Regions from separate parts of the Mus musculus genome. Here all the other regions are linked to region 2. A link is a contact called in public promoter capture Hi-C data. All regions are on one chromosome and are shown on one strand. Each heading gives the region's core, a stretch centred on a gene start, on an enhancer-like site or on the middle of the called end of the contact. The rest is flanking DNA. Distances are from core to core; before and after follow the strand shown.

The links. Promoter capture Hi-C pulls out the DNA fragments that hold promoters and counts their contacts.
Region 1: a contact with region 2 is called in a promoter capture Hi-C map of hippocampal neurons, with 2.8 times the contacts expected there. The contact joins the enhancer-like site here to the promoter of Idh3b in region 2. A contact is called at or near these places in 5 of 39 promoter capture datasets (cranial neural crest, hippocampal neurons, liver and 1 more), 1 of 115 datasets of contacts at active chromatin or transcription factors (astrocytes) and 1 of 9 other capture datasets (liver).
Region 3: a promoter capture Hi-C map of liver shows a contact between it and region 2, with 3 times the contacts expected there. The contact joins the promoter of Ap5s1 here to the promoter of Idh3b in region 2. A contact is called at or near these places in 4 of 39 promoter capture datasets (the C10 cell line, cranial neural crest, liver and 1 more) and 1 of 115 datasets of contacts at active chromatin or transcription factors (memory CD8 T cells).
Region 4: a promoter capture Hi-C map of pre-B cells shows a contact between it and region 2, with 7 times the contacts expected there. The contact joins the promoter of 4930402H24Rik here to the promoter of Idh3b in region 2. A contact is called at or near these places in 6 of 39 promoter capture datasets (the C10 cell line, erythroid cells, hippocampal neurons and 3 more), 2 of 484 Hi-C or Micro-C datasets (CD4 T cells and pre-B cells) and 4 of 115 datasets of contacts at active chromatin or transcription factors (embryonic stem cells, extraembryonic endoderm stem cells, memory CD8 T cells and 1 more).
Region 5: a contact with region 2 is called in a promoter capture Hi-C map of liver, with 4 times the contacts expected there. The contact joins the promoter of Il1bos here to the promoter of Idh3b in region 2. A contact is called at or near these places in 5 of 39 promoter capture datasets (the HPC-7 cell line, hippocampal neurons, liver and 1 more).
Region 6: a promoter capture Hi-C map of pre-B cells shows a contact between it and region 2, with 4 times the contacts expected there. The contact joins the promoter of 1700037H04Rik here to the promoter of Idh3b in region 2. A contact is called at or near these places in 1 of 39 promoter capture datasets (pre-B cells) and 1 of 115 datasets of contacts at active chromatin or transcription factors (memory CD8 T cells).

What each region holds. Positions count from the first base shown.
Region 1 is chr2:129,621,480-129,625,498 of GRCm38.p6, forward strand. All of the region lies in intron 7 of Sirpa (signal-regulatory protein alpha), which reads left to right. Among named protein-coding and RNA genes, the nearest start is that of Sirpa, 31 kb to the left of the region's middle. Within about 2 kb of position 2,507, at least 31 of the 459 cell types and tissues checked have an H3K27ac peak or open chromatin away from gene starts, as enhancers often do. A contact at or near this core is called in hippocampal neurons, where this site is marked.
Region 2 is chr2:130,282,223-130,286,050 of GRCm38.p6, forward strand. It overlaps Idh3b (isocitrate dehydrogenase 3 (NAD+) beta), which reads right to left and starts at 2,229. Exons shown (of 12, transcript NM_130884.4): 1 at 2,160-2,229; 2 at 1,949-2,026; 3 at 1,716-1,814; 4 at 1,487-1,607. The coding sequence starts at 2,195.
Region 3 is chr2:131,208,043-131,212,390 of GRCm38.p6, forward strand. Ap5s1 (adaptor-related protein 5 complex, sigma 1 subunit) reads left to right here and starts at 2,318. Exons shown (of 3, transcript NM_001291031.1): 1 at 2,318-2,639; 2 at 3,221-3,431. The coding sequence starts at 3,256.
Region 4 is chr2:130,838,513-130,842,861 of GRCm38.p6, forward strand. It overlaps 4930402H24Rik (RIKEN cDNA 4930402H24 gene), which reads right to left and starts at 1,633. Exons shown (of 37, transcript NM_029432.2): 1 at 1,452-1,633. The coding sequence starts at 1,534.
Region 5 is chr2:129,368,459-129,372,777 of GRCm38.p6, forward strand. Il1bos (interleukin 1 beta, opposite strand) reads left to right here and starts at 1,444. Exons shown (of 3, transcript NR_015474.1): 1 at 1,444-1,463. Il1b (interleukin 1 beta) reads right to left here and starts at 2,681. Exons shown (of 7, transcript NM_008361.4): 1 at 2,610-2,681; 2 at 1,826-1,887; 3 at 1,245-1,293. The coding sequence starts at 1,872.
Region 6 is chr2:131,158,152-131,162,649 of GRCm38.p6, forward strand. It overlaps 1700037H04Rik (RIKEN cDNA 1700037H04 gene), which reads right to left and starts at 1,930. Exons shown (of 6, transcript NM_026091.3): 1 at 1,802-1,930. It overlaps Gm14232 (a long non-coding RNA gene), which reads left to right. Exons shown (of 3, transcript XR_003954063.1): 2 at 1,354-1,575.

The sequences.
Region 1 (4,019 bases), core at 1,257-3,756, 660 kb before region 2:
GGGGACTCTACTGTCTCCATCTCCCCTTAGGATCTCTGGGATTACAGACAGACATAAACAGCCACGCCTGGCTTTATATGGACTATAGAGATCTCAACGTGGTCTTCATGTATAACAGGCACTTTACCCACTGAGCCATTCTCCCAGATGCCTCTTTTTACTCAAACAACCCCAAAATACTATAAATCACTAACCCTCACTTATATCTCTCTACATTCCTCTTTCTCTTCTATCATGGCTATTTTTAATTATTGCCTTAAATGAAGAGGTTTCAGGGTACATTGGCATTAGTAGCCCAGGCCTTTGCCTAATTCCCAGTGAGAGCGAGGGCGGCCTCCCTCCTCTCACCATCTGTGCTCATGAAGTCCTGCACACTCTACTGGGCTCACCTCTCCAGGCCTAAGCCAGGTTCCTCTCCTTCCTTCTGCCAAGCACATCAGTAGGGTGTAGGCTGAGTGATCTGCAAGGGTGGTGATAAAGACCATTGGAGGTCACAGCCTGATCAGGGGCTCAGGTGGTGACCTCACAGGACACCTTAGTGTGGTTGTTTATGTTCAAGGGGGTCTGTGGCAGAACTCCGCTCTAGGAGCTAGGGTGCAACCCCGGTGGGCTGGGCCTTGGGGAGGGATGCAGGAAGTGAGAGTGGAAGCACAGCCATCCAGAGTAAGGTGGCTGTGACACAGCAGGGGTGAGTGGCCACGTATGAGGAGCTTAGGCAGAGGAAACCATAGCCTCTGAAGAGACATGTGAGCAGGGACCTGAAGCTCGGGGCTCTCACACAGGCCTAGCATGCTTGGACAAGAGAACAGGTAGAACCACACCTGAGGTTGGGAGGCCCAACTGACTGGGCACAGGAAGGCAAGAAACGAAGAAGCTCATGCAGTCATGTGAGCTTCACCTGTTTTGGAGAAAGGCTTTTCTGGCTTGTAAGATGGGTCCTGGTGCTCCCCGGAAGAGTAGGACAGCATCCCAGAGTCTGTTGTGTGAAGGTGCCAGCGTGAAATATAAAACTGTAGATGGCTTCATATCAGTTCAGGTGAAGCTGTGTCCTCATGAGCTGGGCAGATCTTTCTGTCCTTCCTCCATCATCCTCCCTCTCTCTGTCCCTTCCCCCTCCCTCCCTCCCTCCCTCCTCCTTCTGGAGTTAAGAATTGAACTGCGGATCTGGAGCAGCAGAAGCCAGTGGTATAGAGCTTGCGACTGTAGAACTCGCGTGGTTCCATGGAAAGATGTGATCTAGCTTTTATTTTATAAGTATCGCCTTCTCCATGTGTAGAAGCTGGGCAACAGATGAGGTGGAGCCAGAAGGGCCAGTGAGGGATGACTGGACTGCTCTAAGCAGATGGTGAAGGCTTGAGCCAAGGGGAATGTGAGCTAAGAAGTGGTCAGACTCTAGCTATACTTTAAAGATGACTTGCTGATGAACTGGTTGTAGTGTCAAGGACAACTCATGTTTGGGGACAGGGAGGAGTCTGTGTCCTGGTTGGAGGACCATCAGTAGTAGAAACTGTGGTTGCACATAGCAGGAGTATCTCACCTACCTTCAGGGGCTCTGGGAAGCTTCACCTGCCCATGTCTGCCCAACAAGAGAGTGCACAATCCCCTTGGGATGAACCTGGCTCCTGTTTTGGTCTCCCTGGCAGCCTCCTGAACGACCCTGTCCAACCTCACAGCCTCCACCCCTGAACACGCACATCACTGTACTGTCCCCGGCTCTTGCCCCCGCCCCACCCCGCTCCCACTCCCCCAGGAATCCTGTTCTCTCACCCTCACTCTGCTTGCTACATTCCTTCACCTGGCCCAGTCTTTTCTAGGAGCAAAACTTGTCTCTCTCATCTGCTCAGAGACCTTCTGTTGCTTTCTGTGGGCCTTCAAGGTCAAGTCCAAAGGCCTTGGGCCTATCCCCTGTGAACACACTGTTAGTTCTGGCCAGCCCCGAGACCTCAAACAGGCCTTTCCTCCATCCTGCCACATATGGGCTCCAGCTTTCCTCCTAGCCCACTCACATTGCCTCTTCCACACACGTGCCATCCCAGGGTTGTATAGGCTCTGGGGACACAGTGGGTTCTGCAAACGACTCCTCTGGAGTTGGCATCTTTCTTTCACCTAATCTTCCTCAGGGATGCCAGTACTCTCAGGCCTCCCGTGAGCCTCTGATGCTCTGTCCGGACATCCTGGTATGCCTGAAGCAGCTCTGGGCCTGTCTGTGTTTTCTCAACCACATCTCTTGAGCACAGGGACTGTGTCCCTCCTGCTCACAGCCAGCAGCTAGTGCTTTGAGTGGCATCCCTGGGATGGGGTAAATTTTCTATAAAGGCGAATGAAAGAATGACTGAGTGGTTACATCCCTCAGCTCTGCAGCGCCTGCGAGCTCTGAGTCCCTGGAACTCCTTCCCTGTGGGAGGGGTCGCTGTCTGGTTTTTCTGTTGTTCTCACTTGCCTTACTTTGTTAGATAGTCAGTTCTGGCAGACAGTGACACCATGAGATGACAGCAGCAGTCACAGCTTCTGTTTAGTGAGCACTTACTGTGTCCCACGCCCATCTGCCCCTTTACTCATGTCATCCCACTGGTGAGCGTGAGTTTCTCTTGCTATCCTACCATCTTCATATCCTGGAAGGACAAGGGCTTCCCAGACTTGTGAGTAGCTGAAGCCTCGGGGCTGTTCACACACAAACCCAACCTGAGCCTGCGATCCAGACTCCATGGCATCCTTTGGGAGCCCCTGCCCCAGGAGATTATCACAGCTCCCCTTCCTGTGGTCGGGGCAGCCAGGATCTGAGGTATCAGTATGGTGCTAAGATGGCCCAGGTCTGTGCAGGATTTCTGGTACCGACACCGGCATTTCTCCATTGATGCTCCGCTGCCTCCCGCCACCTGGTCCTTCCTCCAGAGAAGCAGGACATTTTCTGCCCTTTCATATCATTCCAGTGTTAGTCTACCCAGGGAGCTAAATCACTAGCTTCTTTCATGTCTCTAGACCAAAGTGATGGTGGGGAGCAAGCTTTAATGGTGGTTTCCTGGGCAGCGGTGGCTCTAGCCCAGCATGAGATCAAATACTTTCTGAAAGACATTGGTGCTGGTGTAGGACACGGGCCTAGCACCTCAGAGAGGGTGATGGGGATCCTGTGCCTTTGAACTCAAAGGACCCTGCAGGCTGCTGGCTGGCCATGGGCCCAGCCTTCTGACAGAACAGTTATCCCCGCCCACACGAGAGCGTTGTCTGCTCTTTTATTGGGCACTGGGGTTCATGTGGACGGCTATTGTTTAACTGTGACAAGTTCACTGCATTTATTCTCAGAATACCAGGACTACCCCAGCTGTTTATTTGTTTTGGATTGAGCTCAGCTCGGAGCCAGACTTGAGTGGCACTAGGGAAACCCAGTGAGAAAACACTCAACCATTCATTCGTCAAGTATTTACGGAGGGAGTTGTAAGCCATAGGCTAGCCCAGGACAAGGTGCTAGGGTTTTGTTGTCCCTTGGGAGGCAGCTTGCCATGCAAGCTAGAAGCTTAATAATCGATGTGGAGCAAGAGCTAGGAAAAAAGACAAAATGACCAGAGCCCAGGGGCGATTAGGGAGTGCTCCCTACGCAGGCAGCAGTGGATGAGAGCTTCCGTGTGGGGTTACTGGGCAGAGTACACTAGACAAGGAATAGCTAATGCCAAGGGCTTGAGGGAGGAGCATTGGTAAGGCTGCATTCGCTGGAGCACAGGGAAGAAAGCCTAGAGGGGGCAGGGAAGGGCTGTGCAGAACCTCACCAGACAGGATGTGGAAGTGTGGAAGTGGACTGCACTGTATACGGTGAGGTTTCTGTACAGAGCAATAACTGCTTCTGCTGGTGCCTCTCCTCCTCCCCCTTTTCTTTTTCTTCTCTTCCTCCTTCTCCTGTTGTTTTGTTTTGAAGTGGGAGTCTCAAAGCCCAGGCAGGCCTTAAACTTGAAACCCTGAGTCAGCCTCCTGAGTATTGGGATTATGGGGATGAGCCAACACCCCTGGTTTTCACTTATCCATTATAA
Region 2 (3,828 bases), core at 979-3,478:
ACTGACTATGTATGTAAGGCAACAGGGTATCAGTCAAAACCACAAACTCCTGCCCTCAACGAGAAAGACAACATAAGTTCTGTAGGGATGACAGGAACTAAGCTTAGGAACACAGAAGAGGAAGCCCTCTGGTCATATGAAATGTTACAGAAAAGCTGGTACTTACTGTAGTTAGTTCCTGGTTAAGTACCTTCAGTGAGTTGACCAGTGATAGGCCCCAAATGATAGGCCCATGAGCTTACACCAAGAAACCATAAACATGACTTTATTTGGGGGGGGGGGGGGGGAGGCGGCAGGGAGAAACTATAAATGAGGATTTTATAGTGAGAATTTTGGTTTCTTTATAAAAAAATCCACTGAAATGTTATGAGACTATGTTTTTGTTTTATTCCCAGGTGTGGGATACAGGTCTGCTTCAGACTCTTCACAGCAGTTGACTAAGATTTGCCTCATGCCGGGTGTGGTTTTGCCTGGGATCAGGTAGTTTTTGTGATTATGTAACATTTAGAATTGTGGGAGCTTTTCAAGAGGGTATAGAAATGTTAGGGTCCTGAGAAGCAGAGAGGGGTTGTTGGTTGATTGCCATTTGATAGTAGTTGTGCACAAAGAAAAAACAAGAAAAGGAAATTGGGTATTTTGCTGGTGAGGATCAAACTTGCCCCAAGGAACTTAGAGGGACTGTAGCTTCAGGAACTGAATTATATATGTTATTTTCAGTAGCATCCAATGGCAGTCATAGGAAACTAATGCCACAAGTGAGTGGAGATCCTGATAGGTGACACAGTGACATATACAGGACAATTAGGACAGCGGATTGTGAGCAACGCACAGAACAAATTGTAGAAAGGAAAACAGGAACATCAGGGGCCAGATTATAAAGAACTGACTTTCCTCTGCAAAAGCTGGCCCTGCAAGTGAGGCTGTCCAAGAAAGTGGGTCTATAGGAGGAAACCTACAAGCTAAATAAATAAATAAATAAATAAATTTTTAAAAATCCAATATGGGGAATAAAACAGCACAAGAGAAGAAATGGAGTGGTTAGAATGATCAGCGCACACTGGGTTAGGGTGGCCGTGCCTTTAATCTCAGCCCTTGGGAGGCAGAGGCAGAGAGCAGAGAGGCAGAGGCAGGCAGATCTCTGTGAGTTCGAGTCCAGCCTGGTCTACAGAGAGTTCCAGAACAGCCGGGGCTACACAGAGAAACCCTACCTGGAAAAACTAACAACAACAACAACAACAACAACAAACAATAAATGAACAAACCAAAAAAGAATGGGCACGCAGACACAACTAACAGGGTCTGACCCCGGTGACACAGCCTCAGCAGGTCCCAACCCCTTCCTGACATCACTAACTCCTGGTTTGCCACTGAGAAGAAACAAATTCCTAAATGTCAGTAGAGGCCAGTCTGGAAAACTGATATATACACACTGCAGAGAGAGGGGCTTTATGAACACTGCTCTTAAATGACAGAGTGCCATACAAACCAATGATGGCAACTTTGTTCTCCTTCATGGAACTCAGCACCTGCTCCAGCTTCTCCTCAGAAGCCATATTCTGCACCTCGCTCAGATGATGCTCCTTAAATTCCACAGGGACAGCAGCAGCCTTCAGGGATAAGTCCAAGCACAGGGCTGGGTCAGGTCTGAACTTTCCAACAACCCATCCATCCCTGTAGCCTGATCCGCCACCCATCCCCCGCCCCGGGCTATTCACCTTGAACACTTCCTTGACAGCATGCATGAGCTCTGGCCCCACGCCGTCTCCAGGCAGCATGGTCACAGGAAAGGCACCCTCCACCCTCACATCTTGTGCCTGTGAGTGGGGCCAGCAGAGATGGAGCAGGGGCAGAAGTGGGAGTCAGAGGGAAAGAGGTGGGGAGGGGAAACCCAGGGGAGCGGCAAGGAGGCGACAAGGATGGGCGAGAACGAAGCTGGACTCAAGCGTACCTGGCTCTGGGAAGCGGCGTGAGCCGTAGATGTTCCGAGACCTCTCCATGCCCCGGAGTTCCGAGCGGCGAGCACCGCCTGCGACAGACACAAGGTCAGATCGGGGACACCGCGGCCCCTTACACCGCGATGACCTTGCCTTCTTTTGGAAACCGCGGACAAACCCTCTGTTCTCCCGCCCACCCTCCGCTCAGGTCGTCCCGGGCCTCACTCGGGTCAGCCAGCGGACATTGCTCAGCGCTGCCATGTTCGGCCGAGGAAGTCGCGGGGGAAGTGACGCCGGAAGCGAGCGCGGTCGTGGGAGCTGGACTTCCTGTCAGCCCTGGCGAGCTTGGCGGTTCTTTCTCCCGTACCAATCGGCGGTGTGTACGGATTCACTTGAGTTCTCTCCTTCTGTTTGGTAATGTAGGGTCACAGGACACACAACCAGTTTGTCTGTTTGCTTTGTTTTCACTCGTCAGATTTAATTTCTCTTGAAAATTCAAAACAACATCCAAATATATATGGCCAAGTATTGAACAAGGATGTGAGTTTAACAATAAGTTGAGAAGTCTTGGGAATTTGTGAATGTTTGAATGTTCTGTTATGCGTTATTCTCTTAACTAGTACTCACTGTTAGTCACTTAGAATTCTTTTAAATAGGTAAAATAATTCAGATTACAAAGAAAACTGGTTATGATAAGAAAACTAACTTGGAGTTGATGAGGTAGCTCTGTAGACCAGGCTGGCCTCAAACTCATAGACCCGCCTGCCTCCACCTCCCAAGTGCTGGAATTAAAGGTGTGCACCACCACATCCTGGAAAAAAAAAAAAAGAAGCTGAAAAATAAAAGCTAATTCTTTTGCTCCACTGTATAGTATGCTATAATTTAAATTTACTAAATTGCTTAATCCTTTCTTAAATAGGCAGATACCTAGTATGAAATCTGATTTGGGCTCTTCTCAGCAACATTGCTGTGTATATCCCTGTACATTCTCCTTTGTACATATGATGAAGATTATAACTATCCTGCAGGGCACCTCTAGCCATGTATGTATTACAGGTGAAATGGTGTGTTTTCAATAGTTTGATTATAGATCTGTGTGTGTTTCACTCATGAATTTGTTCTCATGCAGTAAACAGAAAACTCATTCATCATGATAGCTGATAGTTTCTCTCCCACTACTTCTGGAAATAAAGAGTTACTGACATTGATTTAGCTGCTTAGTTATGTCCCCAGGGATCCTGGATGGGGGGCGGGTCCTCTATATCATCTCCTCTCAAAACTCCATTAGATTGCTAAACCCAGTGTCTATTTTATAATAGAATGTTGAGTATCTCATATAATTTATTGAGTGCTACACGGAAAGTGTATCAGAACAGGCATGTATGTTTTGTTGAGACAGGATCTCTCTTTATATCCCTGGTTGACCTATAACTTCCTATGTAGACCAGGCTGACCTGGAACTCAGAGAGATCCACCTGCCTCTTTGCTTTCTAAGTGCTAGGATTAAAGGCGTGTACCCCATGCCTGCCTAATGGACTTGTATCAATTACTTTTATCATTGTTGGGACAAAACACAGACAAAAGCAGCTTTCGAAAGAACAGATTTACTTTAGCTCATGGCTCCAGGAGACCCCAGTCACCACAGAGGGGAAGGGACGGCAGCAAGATCAGGAAGCAGCTGGGCTCTCTCTCTCTCTCTCTCTCTCCAGTTCAAACTGGCCATTTTCACTCAAGGCACATCAGGTATCTGAGCAGGACCATCAGGGAGAAGACTCTAGGGCCCTATAAAGTACACAAGCAGATACATGGGGGTGGGTAGAGGCTGCTCCGTAGTTACGAGCATTTACTGCTCTTGCAGAGGACCCAGATTTTGTTCCCGGCACCCACATGACAG
Region 3 (4,348 bases), core at 1,068-3,567, 930 kb after region 2:
GCTACAGTGTACTTATAATAAATAAATAAATCTTTAAAAAAAAAAAAAAAGAAAGAAATTAGCAAAGCTATTGCCCATATGGGCCAGGCACAAGAGGAGTCAATGTATACATGTGTATTAACAACTGAACAGTGTGTGCAAATACTAGCAACTCTGGCTTCCTCCGCTGCATGTGTACAGCCTGAAACTGATCACTTACATAGACTGCCTACTGGACTAGCCAGCCCCTCCCCCTGCGCTCGGCTGATAAATAGGCTGGTGGAACTCATTCTTTCCCCAAGTCAGGCTCTAGTGGAATCTTCCATTGTTGTCATGCTGTACACAGAAACAGTAAATATTTGTTTGGGTCTCCCAGGGAAAGCATTCTTGTGACAGCGGCAGCGTGTCTGTTCTCTCAGATCATGTCCACCCTTCACCATCTTGTTCAGGTTCTCCCCTCCTCCCTTCCCTCCATGCACAGGCTGTGGGAAGCAGAGCTCAGGATCCAAAGACTTTCCATTTTGCACTGTGATGTGTGACTTAGTCATCTGCCAAATGAGAGACCACACCCAAGTTTCTTTCCCTATTATAAATCTGACCCATGTCTAACTCAAGCCTTGTGTTATTCTAGTGCCAGGGAGGGATTCTATTATATTCTTAGCCTATTTGTTTATTTATTTTTATTTTTTTATTCTTTGTTTGTTGAGGCAGGGTTTCTCTGTGTAGCTTTGGCCATTCTGGAACTCTCTCTTTAGACCAGGCTGGCTTCAAACTCACAGAGATCTGCCTACCTTTGCCTCTCAAGTGCTGGGATTAAAGGCTTTTGCCACCACCTTATCTATTTTTTAAGAAGGATCTATGTATCCTTAACTGGTGTCAAACTCACAAAGATCCATCTGCCTCTGCATTTCCAGTGCTAGGATTGAAGGTGTAGTGCCTGGCTCTCAGCTCCCTTTAAATTCAAAATTCAAGGCAGGCAGATGGATCTCTGAGGATCTCAAAAAGAGAAAGAAAGAGAGAGAGAGAGAGAGAGAGAGAGAGAGAGAGAGAGAGAGAGAGAGAGAGAGAGAGAGGAAGAAGGAAGAATTCAAAGTAAATTATTACTTCAGTGGGTTTGCTAGATGGCCAGGCACATTGCTAACATGAAGTAGACACTGTTAGGCTGGCTGCTTTTGACCATGTCTGAGGTGGCATGCACGCATGTTTCCAGGGACCCAACAGACTCTCTGAAGCAAAGGTCAAAAGAGGCCAATGGCCACAGGGCAAGTATCTCCCAGGGCACACCCACATCAGGTGAGCCCTCCAGTTCTGCCTGCCTCCAGCACTGACCAGGGAAGTCATCTGTTGTACCACCTCTGCCTGGGTCCCCCACTGTCCTCCAGGGTACTGGCTCAGTGCATTCTTCTCCCCACATCCCACACAAGATTAGTAGTTTCCAGTGGTTTTGGGACTTGATATGGACTGTCTGAACAGTGAAGAGAGGCCAGGATATCATGCTCTCAATGCCAAGTGGCCCCCCAGCTGCCACAGACCTCTCTGCCAGTTCTTTGCTACAATCTGCTGGCAGACATGAGGCCTGGCCCAGAGTGATAGGGACCGGGGACAAGGAACTTCTGCCAAGAATGGAGCAAACATAACTCCCTAGCTCTCTGATTGAGACACCACTCTGCCTGGACCCATCCTTTTGTATTGCATCTGAGATCGAAACACTCGCAGCATATGCAGTACCAGTCCCCTGAAACTGCCCTAGTTCTTATGGCCTAGAGGGTTCAGGATGCAGTCCTTAATGAGGGGCTTTCTTCAGAACCCCTGCCTGGGCCACTCAAATCTTTCTTTTTGTCCTCAGACACTAGTCAAGTGACTGTAGACCTGCCTTAGAAAGCCTAAGGAATTCCCATGCCTTTCAGAGTTAAAGGAATGTGTGTGTCCCAAACACCTCTTGGGCCATTGGTTCAAATGTAAACTCATGACTGCGTTTCAGCAGGCAGACTTCTGCTCCTGCAATTCGGTCATTACTACTGCACAGAGCTTGGCCTGAGGACAGCCGAGCGGAGGCTTCCTTGGACAGTTCCGCGCACGCCGCCGGGGTCCTCAGCGCCCCCTGGCGGTCGCCCTCGCAGTGGCCAGGCCGCAGCTGATCAAGGGCTTTCTAGCGCCTTCAAAGAAGCTTTCCGTAGCCATGAGCCCTCCAGGGCGCCCCCGCAGCCGAGGGGATCGGCTGGTCAGAAGCGTGTACGTCCTCGGGAAGTCGAGGACCACGCCGGGACCACAGGCCCATGGCTGAACTACAAACCCCAGAGTTCAGCGCGCCGCTGCTGCCCGCGCGAGGCAGTGACGCAACTGGGGCAGATAGTGGGAGGAGGACGTGGTGCCCTGGGGTAATGACGCGCTCAGCTGGCGGCAGAAGGGTGACCAGAGGTCAAAGTCTGCAAATCTAGGTTCCCTTCCTGAAGCGGGCTTGCTAAATTTCCTGTTGGGTAACTTTGAATTCTTGGTCTGTTTAGCTTTAGCTGTGGCTAAACACTGTTTCTCCTCAGCCTTGAGACCGGGGGCTGCCACTCTCGCTTTGCCCAGAGCGGCCAGGCTCTCTCTCTGTGTATCTGTGGCTGACTTGAATTCCTGATTCTCTTGCCTCCGCCTCCCGAGGGTTGGGATTTCAGGTACGTGCCACCACGTCTTTCTTTTTGAAATGATTTCGGTTATCTCGGTAGATCCCTTTGGGTAAGGTTTGCCCCGCTCACTCTGTCCCAGCCGATGTGAATCGGTTGCAGATGCGGCATTTTAGAGGTATTTTCTTGAGTGTTTCCTAAAACAAAGACATGTTCCTGCATTCAAAACCAAGTGTCACTGATGAAGACTCCCCTCTCACACTCCATACTAAAAGTTGTCTCAATGGAGCCCGGTATGGAGGCTGGGTTATTTTGTTCCGGGAGCAGACTTGGCATTCAGCTGTGGTCTCTGATTTTTTTTTTTTTAGTTCTCAGTTTTTCCTGCACTCGCATGACCCGTATGCATTTGGAGATTCCCTGACAGTTTTGCAGAAGTAGGTTTAGCGACATAGGAGATATGTCCAGCTATGGATGGCCCTTGTTCTGTGATGCAGAGCAGGCACTAGATTATTCAGAGGCTAGGCAGATCTAGATGGTGATCGCTGTCTAGCCACACAATCTCTGGACACACTCCCAGGCCACACCCCTCATTAGGGTGCCTCCTTAGCAGGGGATTCACTTTCACCATCTAGGTCTCTGGCTTTCCTGGAGCACCCACCCTGGAGCTATGGTCCACGCTTTCCTCATCCACACTCTGAGGGCCCCGAATTTGGAAGATACAGGCCTTTGCCGAGTGCTCTATTCCTGTGTCTTTGGTGCTGAGAAATCACCCGATGATCCACGGTCACATGGTGCAGAAAGGGACAGGCTCTTCCGCAAGGAACAGATTTTGGCAGTGGCCAGGTAATCACACAGCCCAGCTCCAAGCTTCATTGAACACAGAGGTAGTAATAAGGGACACTGGAATAGGACAGGCAAACAGGAAGACCAAAAATCTGAATGTTTCCCCCAGTTGTCCTCCATTGTTTATAAAGTATCACTATGAAGAGGAGCTAAAGAAAGAATGTTATTATCATGGTAGTTAGTATTTACTGCACTGGGAATATGTTCTGGGAATTGTATGTATGTGTGTGTGTGTGTATATATATATATATATATATATATATATATATATATATATAGTTTGTTTTTTTAAAATCTTTACGGTCTTCTGAGGTGGCCATGGTTACCATTTTCACTTTACAGAAGAGTAAACTAAAATACAGTGTTTAAGGCACTTAACCCACCCAAGGTTATGCAACTGAAGAGTAGCGTAATTGAGATTAGAGTATAGGCAGGTAGACACCTGTACAGATGAAATGTGCTTTACAATGGAGATTATAGGCATACATTAGGACACCTGGGTAAACAAGTGGCTTTAAAGCCAGTCTGTGAATGGCCCAATCTAGAAGATGGTTGAGGAAGCAGCAGAGGTGGCCTTGGCAGTCGCATGGAAGGCACCTGTGACTTGGAGAGGGATGGATGGTTGAGAGGTTGGATGGCCCCTGTCAGAGGACTTTGTTCTCACCCCTTACTCGCCTCTGTTGAGAAGGCTTCTGTGATAGATGAGGCAAGACCTTATTCCCTAGTCCTTTTCCCGACCTGACTCTGTGTCCTTGGGCAAATGACTTAAGCATTTTAAGCCAAAGTTTCCTTACCCAAGATATGAACTATCAGCAGCTCCCAGCTACTTTGGAAGTTGTGACGTTGACAGAGGTGCGAGTGTGTGTGTGTGTGTGTGTGTGTGTGTGTGTGTGTGTGTGTTTAAAGTTGGGGGGTGC
Region 4 (4,349 bases), core at 383-2,882, 560 kb after region 2:
CACAGACACAATTTAAAAATAAAAAAGAAGCCAAGCAAAGTGGCTCATATCTTTAATCCCAGCACTGAGAAGCAAGTGGATCTGTGAGTTCAAAACCAGTCAGGCCTACAAAGTGAGTCTCTGTCTTAGGAAAAAAAAAGTCATTTTCATTCTTCATAGTTTTGATAAAAGACAACAAAACTCTACAAAACACAAGGCTAGATGTGCTATAGCACTTGTCCAGCAAAAGCAATGTATTGGGATTTGACCCTCAATACTAGAAAGAAACACACACACACAGACAGAGAGAGAGAGAAGAGAGAGACAGACATGAGAGAGGAGAGAGAGAGAGAGAGAGAGAGAGAACACAATACAACACTCAATCAAGAACACAGAAAAAGCCGGCCAGACACGGTGGCACAGACTCAGCATTCAGGAGGCAGAGGCAGGTGGATCTTTTCGGGTTCAAGGTCAGCCTGGTCTACAGTGAGACCCGGTCTCAATTAAAAAAAAAAAAAAAGACAGAAAATAGGATAAGCTATTCTAATATTAGTTGACAACCCCCACTCAAGGGAACAATAGCATATTGCTTTGCCAAATGGCTGCAAGTAAGCAAACAAAAAAGGCCTCTTCTGGTTTAATGACAGGTTAGCAGTACCCAAACCCCAATGACTCCTCCCTTCCCTTTCTTATAGGCTCCTACTGCAACACCTCCACCACTCCAACCTCCGCGTTTCTCTGGCAGCCGCATACTAGCTCCTTCACAAACAAAGCCCGGACGGCTATCAAGGTCAGCCCCAAAGACAGAGAGCAGAAATTGGAAACAGATCTTCTGTATGGAAAAGGGCAGGGCAGCACTCCCTAATATCAACTCCCCTTCCAGTCCACCCGCACTCCTTATCACGAACCTAGTGTCAGCCGCTCTGGGGGGTTCCGAGCCTCCTTTTCCCTCTCCATCCAGTTTCCTTTTTCTTCCTGCGCCCCCAATGACCTTCAAGCCCCTGAAACAGGTGCTCCCCAAGGGAAAGGGGTTGGATGCAGTGGCCAGGGACAGGTGAGCGGAGTTCCCTGTACACGCAGGGGACTGGAAACTCTATAATCGAGCGGCAGTCTGGGGCAAAGGGTCTGGACACCTAGGAGCAAAGGGGTTTACGCGGCAGTTTCGGGAGCTCCACTCGCGTGAACACAGGGCCTCTAGCGGTGGGCTGTCGGTGGGGAAGGTTTAAGGGAAAACCGGTCCATGGGGTGGGGATGTCACAATGGGGTCTTCCCGGAAACCGCAGTGGGTTGTCGAGCTACAGACATAGCAGGGTCCCTCCAGAAGGCCGCCTGTCCCTGGGCAAACGTTCTTCTCAGAGCCGTTTGAAACAATCCTCCGCAAGGAAGCCATATCAGACCACGCCCTGCCGCCCGAGGCGTAGCCGCCCCAAGGCGCATCCCGGGCCACCCTCGGCTGTCTCGACGCGGCATACCTGACGGAGGCCGCCCCACTGCCAAAGGTGCCAGCGAAGCGCGCGGGGGACAGCCCCAGCTGCTGGGGGTCGAACGAGTCCATGGAGGCTGGCGGCGTAGGACCTGGGGGCCGCGGAGGGTCGCTGGGGCCGGCACCGCTGCGGGCCAGCGGCAGGGCGGAGCGAGGGTGCGCCAAGGGGGCGGGGTCGGCGCGCGCGGGCACGCGGGGGCGGGGCGGGAGCGCGCGCAGCGGGGGCGTCAGTGTGAGTCCGGCCCAGCGCCGCACCGTGCTGCGGAGGAGCCAGACGGACTTGGGGTGCGGGCCGCCAGGCGCAGGCTCCGGGACACCACACCTCCGGGCCCTAAGGTCTCTCAGTGCGGTGAGGGTTCTGCGGGAGCTACAGCCACGCTCGCGGACGCGCCCGGGGCGGGGTCTCGCTCCCGCGAGGGCCGGGCTAGGCTTCTTCTGGTCTGTATTTGGCTTTATCTCTAGGTGTCCTGGACCGCTGCCTGGCTACAGTTATCTGTTTCACATCAGTTGCCTATCCATCCTTGGAACGTTCGGCCCCTTAGCGATGCGGCCTGTTGAGAGCACTGGCATCAGTGTGCTCACAGTATCCCAGGAGACGCCTGCCTTTGCAGTTCAGAGTCTGGATAGAATTGTTTCCAGCTGTGGGTCGGTGGGCCAGAAAAAATCTCAGAGCCCAAGTTCCTTCCTGCATAAAGTGGAGAGTTGCTTACTATATACAAGGTCTACTTTAGCATCACATATCGACCTTGTCAAGATGTCCTACGTGTCCTAAATTCATCTTTTCATGGTAAATTATAACACCACAAGACTAGTTTCCCTGCTACAATGATCAGCCTTTGAATTATTTATAAATAGTACTGGCTGAAAAAAATCCTTCTTCCACTCATAAAGATTTTAACAATCCCCAAGGTATCTCTTGCAGGTTTGAAAAAGAGAAGGAACTAAAATGCTTATTTTTATACTTAAAGGAAAATAAAATTTTGCCTTCAGACCCAACTCGTGAATGTGTAACCATTGTTTAGAGGTAACCAACACAGTATCTGAAAATCAGCCAATCAGAGACAGCCTCTCTTCAGGGGCTTCCAAATCAGCCAGTTATCAACAGCTTCTGAAACCCAGCTAATCATTGACAGCAGCCCAATCAGCAGCGCAATGACCAGGCTTCCGAATGAAAGAGCCTTTCTTAGCTGCTTTGTTCTGTAGACCACTGTTAACAGCCAGGAGACTGTAAATTGCTAAACAGTCAATTTATTGAAACACCTCGAGCTTTTACGCACCCAGTCATTATATACATCTCCAGCTCTGTTAATCAGCTTTGAGAATACATCTTTTCTCTACAAGCAAATGTGATATTCACCTTCTTCCTTCCTCCTCCATTTGGTATGTTTTATGTAGCCTAGGCTGACCTTGAACCCCTGAACTTGAACCCTTGAACTCTTGCTTCAACCTCCTAAATTCTGAGATTACAGGCCTGCATCATCATGTCCAGATGGAAGGCTACTACAATTTGTAGCACAGAACAAAATTGTGTGCCTTTGGTTGCTTGGCCAATGTCGTGGTATGCAGATATCACATCTTTTGTATTCATTTATCAGTTAATGAATATAGAAGCTTTTTTCCACACTTTCTGTGCCTTAGCTTAATGCCAATATGACCAAATACCGAAAGTTTTTGTGTAGACATGTTTTTAATTCTCCTGTATATGTAGTATACTCCTAGAAGTGTACTGCTTGATTATACTGAAAGTCTGTGTTTAATAATTTGAGGCATCTTTTTGTTTTCCAAAAAAGCTGCACCATTTATATTCACATTACCTAGGTGAGAGAGTCCCAATTGTTCCACGCGTTTCCAAACATTTAATATCTATCTTTGGATCGTAGTCATCTTACTGGATATGAGGCTGTAGTTTCCTTATGGTCATTTTTTCATGTGCTATTGGAGAGAAATAGTGTAAATGAGAATTCCTGGAAAAAAAAAAGCTGTGTCTGCAAAACTGATTGAAAACTGATCTTATTGGCCAGGTGTAACAAGTTCATGTTCCCAGGCTTAGGAACACACACGCACCCCACTTCTCTCCAAATGTCTTCTTAATTGTCTCTTAACTGAATATAGAATATAGAAATCGCTGTTATCTGAACCAAGGTGCATAAGTTGGAAAAACACATAACCAGTTGTCTGTTATGCCCTAATTAACTACACGCAGCTGACCCACTCCTTTGTCCTCTTACCACTCTGAGCTCCAGACCTAACGTCTAGGAAAATGAATTAAGAACCTTGAAGCCAGGTGCCCTGGATACAGCCCAGTCTCCAAGGGGTACTCCCTTACTTAACCCGTAATGTCAGAGTACAACTGGATAACACTGCAGCCCCACTCAGCTCCCCCCTCAATTTATGTTCCCATTTTTGAAAAACATTGTACGGTCTCCCTTCAGGACAAAGTTTACATCCTGAGCTGGCCACTTCTCTGGGCACTCAGAGAATAAAGCTTTCATGTTTAAGCTTCTGTCTCTGAAGTGAGTTTTCGCAGCTTCTACCCCGAACCCAACATAAGAAGAAGTAACCAGATGTGCCACTGTTTACTGAATTGTGGTCTGCAGCCAATGAGCAGCTAGATAGGGGTGTGGAAAGAGCATGGTTGAAAGAAAAACTGAAGAGAAAGGCATCTGGAGAAGTATTTGGATAGCTCTCTCCAAATGCACAAAAAAATTGAAGATAATTATATCTCATGAATTTTTTTGTTTTGTTTTGTTTTTTGAGACACAGTTTCTCTGTAAAGCCCTGGCTGTCCTGGAACTCACTTTGTAAGACCAGGCTGGCCTCGAAATCAGAAATCCACCTGCCTCTGCCTCCTGAGTGCTGGGATTAAAGGCGTGTGCCACCATGTCCG
Region 5 (4,319 bases), core at 194-2,693, 910 kb before region 2:
TTATTTAATTTCTCATGACAGTATGTTCATGTTGTCTTCTATTCAACGGAGATCACCCAACAGGCTCTCAATGGCTTCCCATACATTCTTTTTCTCATAGGAATATTTAGCAGACACTATAAGCATAGCTTTTGTTTGTAAAATATGTCACCACTTTTCTGTTCTTTGGAGAAACACCACATTAAGGCCTAAACACAGTTGCCTTGAGGCATGATAACAGTTTCAAAGCTTGAAGGACAGCGATAGATCATTTCAATAGTGTAAAGGAAAGGTTGATTGGGAGAGAAGTTTCTGTCCAGAGTAGAGGCTCCCAGGGAAAGCCATGTTCTGGAGCAGGCAGTGGGGGACAGAGCCTGGCTGGGAAAGTGAGAGGCGTCACCCAAGGCTGAACTAACTAGTTAGAGTGGTCTTAAAATACATTCATGTAAGCTAAGGACTAGATTCTGTAGCTGGGGGAGACTGTTGAGGGATTGGGAAGAGGTCTGAGAGAAACAGCTGCCTCCTGAGTGGGGCAGTGACGTGGCTGGACTGACGCCATGTGGCATTAGAGCGTTCTCAGTCATCATAGGAAGGGACAGCTGGGATGCAACATGGCTCTTCATGAGAGCAAGTCTGGAAAGTGCCCTTGTGCTAGGATGGACTTGGCCAGCACTTAAAACACTTCAGAATGGAAGGTTGTGACAGATCGCCAACATTTCAGAGATCTTCTGACCTGTGTTTCCCAAAGGACACAGTGGGGACTGTCTATGATCACACAGCAATGAAAGGTCTTGTCTAAGGCCACAGGTTATTTTTAAAAATCCTAACTAACTTTTTGTTTATATCACTTATTTCTTATTATCTTAATCTCCCCAGGAACATGCGAAACTGTTCTTTGGCAGAGAAGGAAGAGATGCTAATTCTGAAGGTCATGCTCTCTAGATCCAGAGTTCGATTTAAGTGGTCAGATTAAGCTCCATCTCTCTCAAGGGGGGACTAAATGTATGTTGAAGACCATACTGTCTTCTTAGCATAAAACACCATGATTGCCATCAGCAAGCCTTGGTGTGTGGCTGTGGTAAATGAAACCTGTGTGGGAGCCAGGTCAGTGTGTGGGTTGCCTTATCTATGTCACTGAAAGAGGCAAAATAATCCCATCACAAAATAGCCTGGGAGCAAGGCAGTCCCATATCCCTTCCCGTTTGGGTTTTTTTTTCCCATGCCACAGTCCCTCCACAGGTTAGGAGCCAAGCTCAGAGTCTCACCTTCATCTTTTGGGGTCCGTCAACTTCAAAGAACAGGTCATTCTCATCACTGTAATGAAAACAGATGTGGTCAAGTGATAGCTCCTTATCAATACTGAGCAGACAGACTTCCATTGTTCATAAAACCACACCTACCATGACTCTTAAAGCTTCCCAAAGACTTCTGGGAAGTTCTACAGTGCTACGTAAGTAACAGTCTAGAAGCAGATTCTGGGCCAGGTAAGTGGGTGCTCTGGTTGCTCTCTGTTGACTTCTGACACCTAAATTCTAGACTAGCAGAGTTAGCTAAAGTCTGAGCTCTCTGCCTTTGCTTCCAAGCCAGACTTTGCAAAAGAGTCTCTTATCCTGTCCATGTGGAAGTTTTTCTTACCATTGCATCTGTAGGAGTCCCTGTAGTGACAGCACCTAAGTCCCTAGGTTGGGCTTGGGAGTGAAGAGGTCAGTCTTTAAGCTAGGTTGCTTGAACTCTGATAGCCACTGAAGGAGATGAGTTGGGGACTCTCTGGCCTCTGAAAGTAGATAGCCCTCCATTCCTGAAAGCAGAGTGCTGGATATGTGACCACTCTCCAGTACCCACTGACCTGTCAAAAGGTGGCATTTCACAGTTGAGTTCAGGAACAGTTGCCATAGCTGCTTCAGACACCTGTGTGAAGAAAGAAAGTGGGTGGGCATCCAGCGTTAGCTCCCCGAGGGGCGTCCTTCATATGTGTTTCTCTTAGCTCTAGTTCAGGGCAGGCATGCTAAACTGGTCTCTGAGGAATGAAGGAACGGAGGAGCCGTTGTATAGGTCTAGAACAGTGGCCCTTTTGGAGTCAAGTGGCCCTTTCACAGGGGTCACCTAAGACCATTGGATAACACAGATATTTACACTTCATAACAGTAGCAAAATTATAGTTATGAAGTAGCAATGAAAATAATTTTAGGGTGTGTGGGGGGTCACTACAACATGGGGAACAGCATTAGGAAGATGCTCTGGAAGGAAGCAACAGCAGAGCCAAACCCTAATAAAGAAGCTTTCCTACAAGACAGGAGCTGCCTTTTAGATGTCAGCGGCTATACAGACAGTACTCATTTCCAGAGTACTTCACAAACCATGGAGGTACAGCTACTTTTTATAAATAAAAAGCCCAAAGTCCATCAGTGGGGGGGGGGGAAAGAGAGAGAGAGAGAGAGACAGAGAGAGACAGAGAGAGAGACAGAGAGACAGAGAGAGACAGACAGAGAGAGACAGAGACAGACAGAGAGAGAGAGAGATAGACAGACAGAGACAGAGAGAGAGACAGACAGAGACAGAGAGAGAGAGACAGAGAGAGAGAGATAGAGAGAGACAGAGAGAGAGAGAGACAGAGAGAGAGAGAGACTTACTTGCACAAGGAAGCTTGGCTGGAGAGGATCCCAGATGAGCCTATTAGGCCTCGAACCACTGCAGGGTTTGTTGTCCAACTTGTTTTCCCTCCCTTGTTTTATAGTCCTAAAAAGCAGAAGTGAAGAGCTGTGAAATTTTCCCTTGGGTTAACTGATTTCACAACAAAACTGAAGGGTGGGGGAGGGGGGAGAAGCTTGATGGGAATTCTTAGGGGAAGAGGCTATTGCTACCCTGAAATAATTTCTAATCCCTGGAAGTCAAGGGGTGGCAGATAGTGACACATTCGCAAGTGTGTCATCGTGGTGGAAATGGGCATTATTTCCCCCTGGACAATTGTGCAGATGGTGTCAATATTAAAAATATTGGGTTTTCCTGGGTTAGCTGTACATTTTAAGTCAGGATGTGCGGAACAAAGGTAGGCACGTAGATGCACACCCAGAAGTGTGTCACCTCTCTCGCCTCCTTGTGCTTAAGCTGAGGGAGCTTTGCAGTTGGAGTTTGGTAACTGGATGGTGCTTCTGTGCTCTCCATCAACTGTGTTAGCAGGGGCTTCTGGAGAGACACGCACTTCCTTGTGTGGGTCAGGGCACACACAGTATGCAGGTATCAGTGTAGACTTATCATAGGGTCAGGGAACTCTGGAAGCAAGCCTATGCAGTCTGATAATGCCAGGGTGCTTATTTTTTTCTTTTATTGGATATTTTCTTTATTTACATTTCAAATGTTATCCCTTTTCCAGGTCTCCCCTCCGGAAACCCCCTATCCTCTCCCCCTCCCCTGCCTCTATGAGGATGCTCCCCCACTCACCCACCCACTCCTGCTTTCCTGCCCTGCCAGGGTACTTATAATACCATAGCCAGTCTCATGTTGAAACCATATCAGTGCTAGGTGATCAGCAGAATGAGCCTGAATTAAGTTGCACAGTGCAAAGGTGGTGAACGAGGCATCTGCCTGTTCATGAGCACAGTCCATCTTAAAAAGTGAAGAGATAGTCTTTGCCTAAAAAATTGTTTTGGAAAATTCTTGTTTCTATAAGATCTGGGGAGACCAAGTCTCTTGGCCATATCAAGCATCACTAGACTGCTAACTCAGAGAGCCCAGGGAGCCTACCCAGGGGAGCTCTTCTTGCTTGGATGGAATGAGCAACCAGGCCATATGAATGCTGCATACAGTCTCTTGGGCACATCTACAGTATAGTAGAATCCTCAGTGGAAACCTAACTCCTTTGCTGAGCCCTCAGAGAGTCTGTGGACTCCATTAGAGCCAGGTCTCCACAGTGCCTGGCAGATGGATGCAGGCAGTAGGAGCTAGCCCGGGTGAGTAGGAATTTGGCAATGTGTTCATTCAGATGAGTTTGTACCTAGTATGTTTTGGTTACTGAGCTTATTCTGCAGCACTGAAGGGAAATAGACAGACAGAATTGGAAGGAGGAATAGACAAGGCTCTACTATGAAACAAGGTTTACTTACTAGGCAGCCTTCTTTTGCCTAATTTGGTTCACAGCATCTCGATTTCAGGAAGGCAAACAGAAGAATCCTGCCTTTGACCAGCTATATGTTTGATTTGAAATCTGAAGATGGTTCAGGGTCTCAGTTGCTTTTGAGTTTGGTGAGCAATGGTCAGTTCTCAGCACTAAGGTCTTATAAGATGTATTATCTAGTTCTGCAGACAATCCAGAGGTCCTGTCTGGGCCATCTGGTTCATTTTTC
Region 6 (4,498 bases), core at 680-3,179, 880 kb after region 2:
GCAGGCAGACTTGGTTAGTAGAAGCCGGAGGATCAGAGTTCAAGTCATCCTTGGCTACAGAGTGATTGTAAGGACAGTCTGGGCCACCTGAGACAATATCTCCAAATAATTAGTAAGTAAAAAACAAATATACATAAGTCAGGTGAGATCCTGGACAGCTTCAGGCGGGGGCACACTGAGGGCTTCTTGGTATTTCAGATGCTCTTAGGGAAATTGGAGTGACTAAAATGTGGGCGGGGAAAGCTCTGAAGCTACCTTCCCAAAGAGCTAGCATGTGGGTAAACAGGTGGTGGTTATGGAAAAATCCAGGGTCTTCGGTGTCATAAGGCCTTTTTCATTGTCCAGTCCAGGCTGCCCTGTTCTAGCACTCAAGCTCCAAGCTAAGAGGCAAAGGTGATCTACCCATGGCAAAACGGAACTCTTGCATTGTGACACTCTCTCTCCCTTCTGATTACCTACCTCTTCCCAGAGGCAGCCTTTAAGCCCCAAGGTATCACAGAGCCAATTTCAGCTTGCGTTGTGCTGTGTGGCTGGGAGCACAGCCCCAAACCTTTTACCGTCTCCTCTCTGAATCATTCTTCAACCACCATTCCCAACCCCATAAAAGCCCTTTCTATGTCAGAGCAGTAAACAACCTTCAATTCTTCCTACCACCTCCCCTACACCCATCCAGGGACCCAGTCACAGCTCAATCATCAGCCCAGCAGAAGCACTTATCCAACCTCCCCTTAAAGCTCAAAGAACACCCACTGAAGTCTCAGACAGGGAGTGCTACATGGAGGTCGCATGTGGAAGCAATCTTTCATCTCCTCAGCCTTGACCTATCTTTGGAGCCCCCTTCCCCAAAGCCAGGGATGCAAGGACGGTAATAGGTGTTTACTCTCACAAACAGTGGAGGGAAGGGTTGACCTGTGAAAAGGGTGTTAGTCCCTCCTGTCTACCAACCTGTGTGGTTCTCCTCTGCCTAGCATTCACTTCCCACATCCCCCTCTGACATCAAAGGAGGCTGCTTGGATTCATCTGGCCTCTAGATTGACTCTTTCACCCAAGAAGCAGAGACACGGGTGAAAGCTGCTCCTACCCCCCACCCACCCACCCACCACCCACCCAGCCCACCCCACCCCACCCCAGTGCAAAGCAATGCCCTACCTTCACATCCCACCACCAAGATTAAAGAGGAAAGACTCAAGCTGTCCAACCGAGCCCTGTTCACTAACAGGAGCACTGGTCCAGAACCTAAATCCAACCATTTCTGTGAGACACTGGAGAGGCTCTGGCTCTGGCCCTCTGGCCTTTCCTACCGCCATCCCTGTGGGTGTGGCACGCCCCACCTCAGTGTTATTGTTTTCTCAGGGGACAAGAGCAGCAGAACGGGCCTCAGACGTACCCACACCAAGAGCAAGGCCGCGGATCTGTCCATCTGAGATAATGCCCTGCGCTCTCTGAGCTCGCCAGGCTGACGCAGGAGTCTCTGGAGCCGACACTCCCAACATCAACATCCTCCTCATGATCGTGCCCGGGCACCGGAGGCTCAGAGGCTACTCTTCCAAGGTCACATAGAGCCACGAGGACCAGGTAGGAACGGGACGTCAGCCACATTTACGCCCCCACCCTCAGGTGTCACTTGTACCCTGCCCGCTAACCGTCATTTGTACCCAGGACCCCACATCCCCCACCCCATCCCGCTTCTACAGAGTTCCTCAGGCTAGAAAGCAAAGCCTCCAGCTCCAGCACAGCTGAGGATCTCAGACCCAGGAGCCGTCTCTGGTGAACTAGACGGAGCCCGGAGGGCCCATCTCACCTTGCAGGCGAGCCCCGCGGCCAGGCGGTCAGAAACGACCGCGGAGGCGGCGGTAGCAGCAGCAGAACGGGCTGGAGAGCGCGAGGAAGAGCCCCGCGCCGCATCAGCCTCGCGCCACGCCCTCTCCTCCTTCATTGGCTTGAGGGGCGTTGAGGGGCGGGGCTAGGGCACTTCAGACCAATGAGCTGTCTCTGAGATCCACCAATTAACGACGAGATTCCACATCACGTGTGCGCGGAGGCTGAGCCCCACGAGTCGACGTCACCCCAGCGGCACGAGCTTGGGTGATGAAGCGGGATGGGAGCTATGTTGGAACCGCTGCTGGAAACCGACCAGAGCGACCTTCCCCATGAGGTTTCCGATCCGCGGCAGTTTTGTCTAGGAGTTAAGCAGTCACCTTTCCTACTGGACTGAGTCTGGATTTCGGTCTTCCTTTCCCACCCATTCCCTATTCCAAATAAGCATTAGAACAAAGAAGGCACGCGGCGTAGGAAGGGGGGAAGGGAGCGTACGCGGGCGCCCCCGGGGACAGGAGCTTCTGCTCCTGGTCTCCAAGGAGGCGGTCGCCATGGCAGCGGGATGCGTCTCGACCCACCCGACAGGGTGTGGGCGTCTTCGTAGAGCACTTACTAAGGCTTGTGGATTTTTGCCACAGGCCCACCTGTCCGTGTGCGACTATCTCTATCCTTATATACACTGATTAGGACAAGAGGTTTAAAGTGCCGAAAGAGCAGTCAGAACACACAGGTTCCCGATCCTTCCAACTTAACTAGCGGAGACAGGCCTTGGACCGCTGAGAGCTTGCTTGTTTTTCCGATAGAATGTGGTCGCTGCCTGTAAGAGTCCTCAAGGTCCGACTCTTCCGTGTCCTTATGGCTGTTAACCTGACTCGGATCTTGTGTTCGCACGCTGGTAACAAATAGTCTTTCTGTGCTATTGTTTTCATAGCGTTACTTCAGAGGGCCCAGTGCTTCCCTGCTGTCTTCAGCAGGGCTTCTCAAACTTTTTATCGTTGTTTTGGATGGTACGTGCGCTCCCTACTGTTGAGAAAATTCTGTCCTCCAGAGCGGACATTGAGAACTTTTCATTCTAATCCCAGCCTACTCAACCCCTACTCCCACCTTTCCAGAAGCCCCGTGGTGTGTTCCATATCTGTTCTTTTCCAAGTCAGCAGACAGTGCCTCCAAAGTATCCTGAAGGCCACCACGCCAGGCAAAAGCAGCCTGCAGATGTATAGCCCCCGGAGACTTTTATAAATACTTTTCTTCCCATCTTCTTGCCCCTCATCCTACTTCTTCACAAAGGATTCTCATTTCCAGTCTTCTTTTGAAATATCAGATCTAACAACACATTCTCACATTTACATTCAAAACAAGAACCAAGGGCTTTGGGGGTAGCGGTCCCTGCCTTTCTGGAACGTCAGTTTACCATAGTCCCCTCTGATTCCTATTTCTCGCGTTTATTTTACTGCCTAGGTGTGTGTTGATTTTCAGTTTCAGGATTCCTGTTTCCCTTTTGCTGCTTTTCACTTGAAACCCATCTCTTGGTGAGCTCTATCGAAAGCAGAATAATCGCTAACAGTTTACTGTCTGAGGCAATTTTCTAATTGTCAACTCCTTTTAACATACTTTCTGAATATGTACGATAGGTAAGTTAATGTGCTAACAGACTCCCAAAGCAAGACACCCCTAGCTTACTGTGAGACCACCACACAAAAAGAACTGTGGTTTCTTGATCTTGCCAATACTCCTCATGTTCCTAGACTAAGCATCTTGGGTACCTGGGAAAACCTGTGATATGGAGCTGCCTGTACTAAAGCATGCTACATGTCTCCAGGAAAGGCCACAAATGGTTTTGGAAAGTTGCCTGGGGAAAATAAGGCTTTGAGTGCCGACAGAACACCAAGATAGAAGTTCTATGGCTGTTTCTCATTGTTCTCAGTGGGCCCGTGCACTGAGACGGTATGGCAACATCAGAAGTGCCCAGACCTATAAGGAGCTTCCTGGGCCCAAGGCCTTATTATCCAAAGCTAGGACAGCAGTCTCTATAGAGTTGAGGGCTGTAGATGAGAAGAGATGAGCAACTGCAGGTTAGGCAAACTCCACTTCCAGCTCTGAGTAGTCTGAACTTTATGAAATAAAAAAAAAACTATAATAAATCTCCTTGGAAAACTAATAATATGTAATAAAGTTGATAGATGCTTGGGGGCTAGAGAAATGCTTAGTAGATAAGAGAATTTGCTGCTCTAAGAGCAGGATTTGAGCTGGTCAGTGGTGGCACATGCCTTTAATCCCAGCACTTGAGAGGCAGAGGCAGGTGGATTTCCGAGTTCAAGGCCTACCTGGTTTACAGAGTGAGTTCCAGGACAGCCAGGGCTACACAGAGAAACCCTGTCTTGAAACAAAACAAAAGACCAGGATTTGAGCCTGGTGGTGGTGGCACACACTTTTAATCTCAGAACTCGGGAGGCAGAGACAGGTGAACCTCTGAGTTTGAGGCCAGCCTGGTCTACAAGAACAGCCAGAGCTATTACACAGAGAAACCCTGTTTCAGAAACAAACAAACCAATAAACCAGGATTTGGTTCCCAACACCCACTTACAACTGCCTGTAATTCCAATTCCAAGAGATCTGATTCCCTCTTCTGGTATCCTTGGACTCTGCACACATGTGGTTACACATACAGACAAGCCCATGC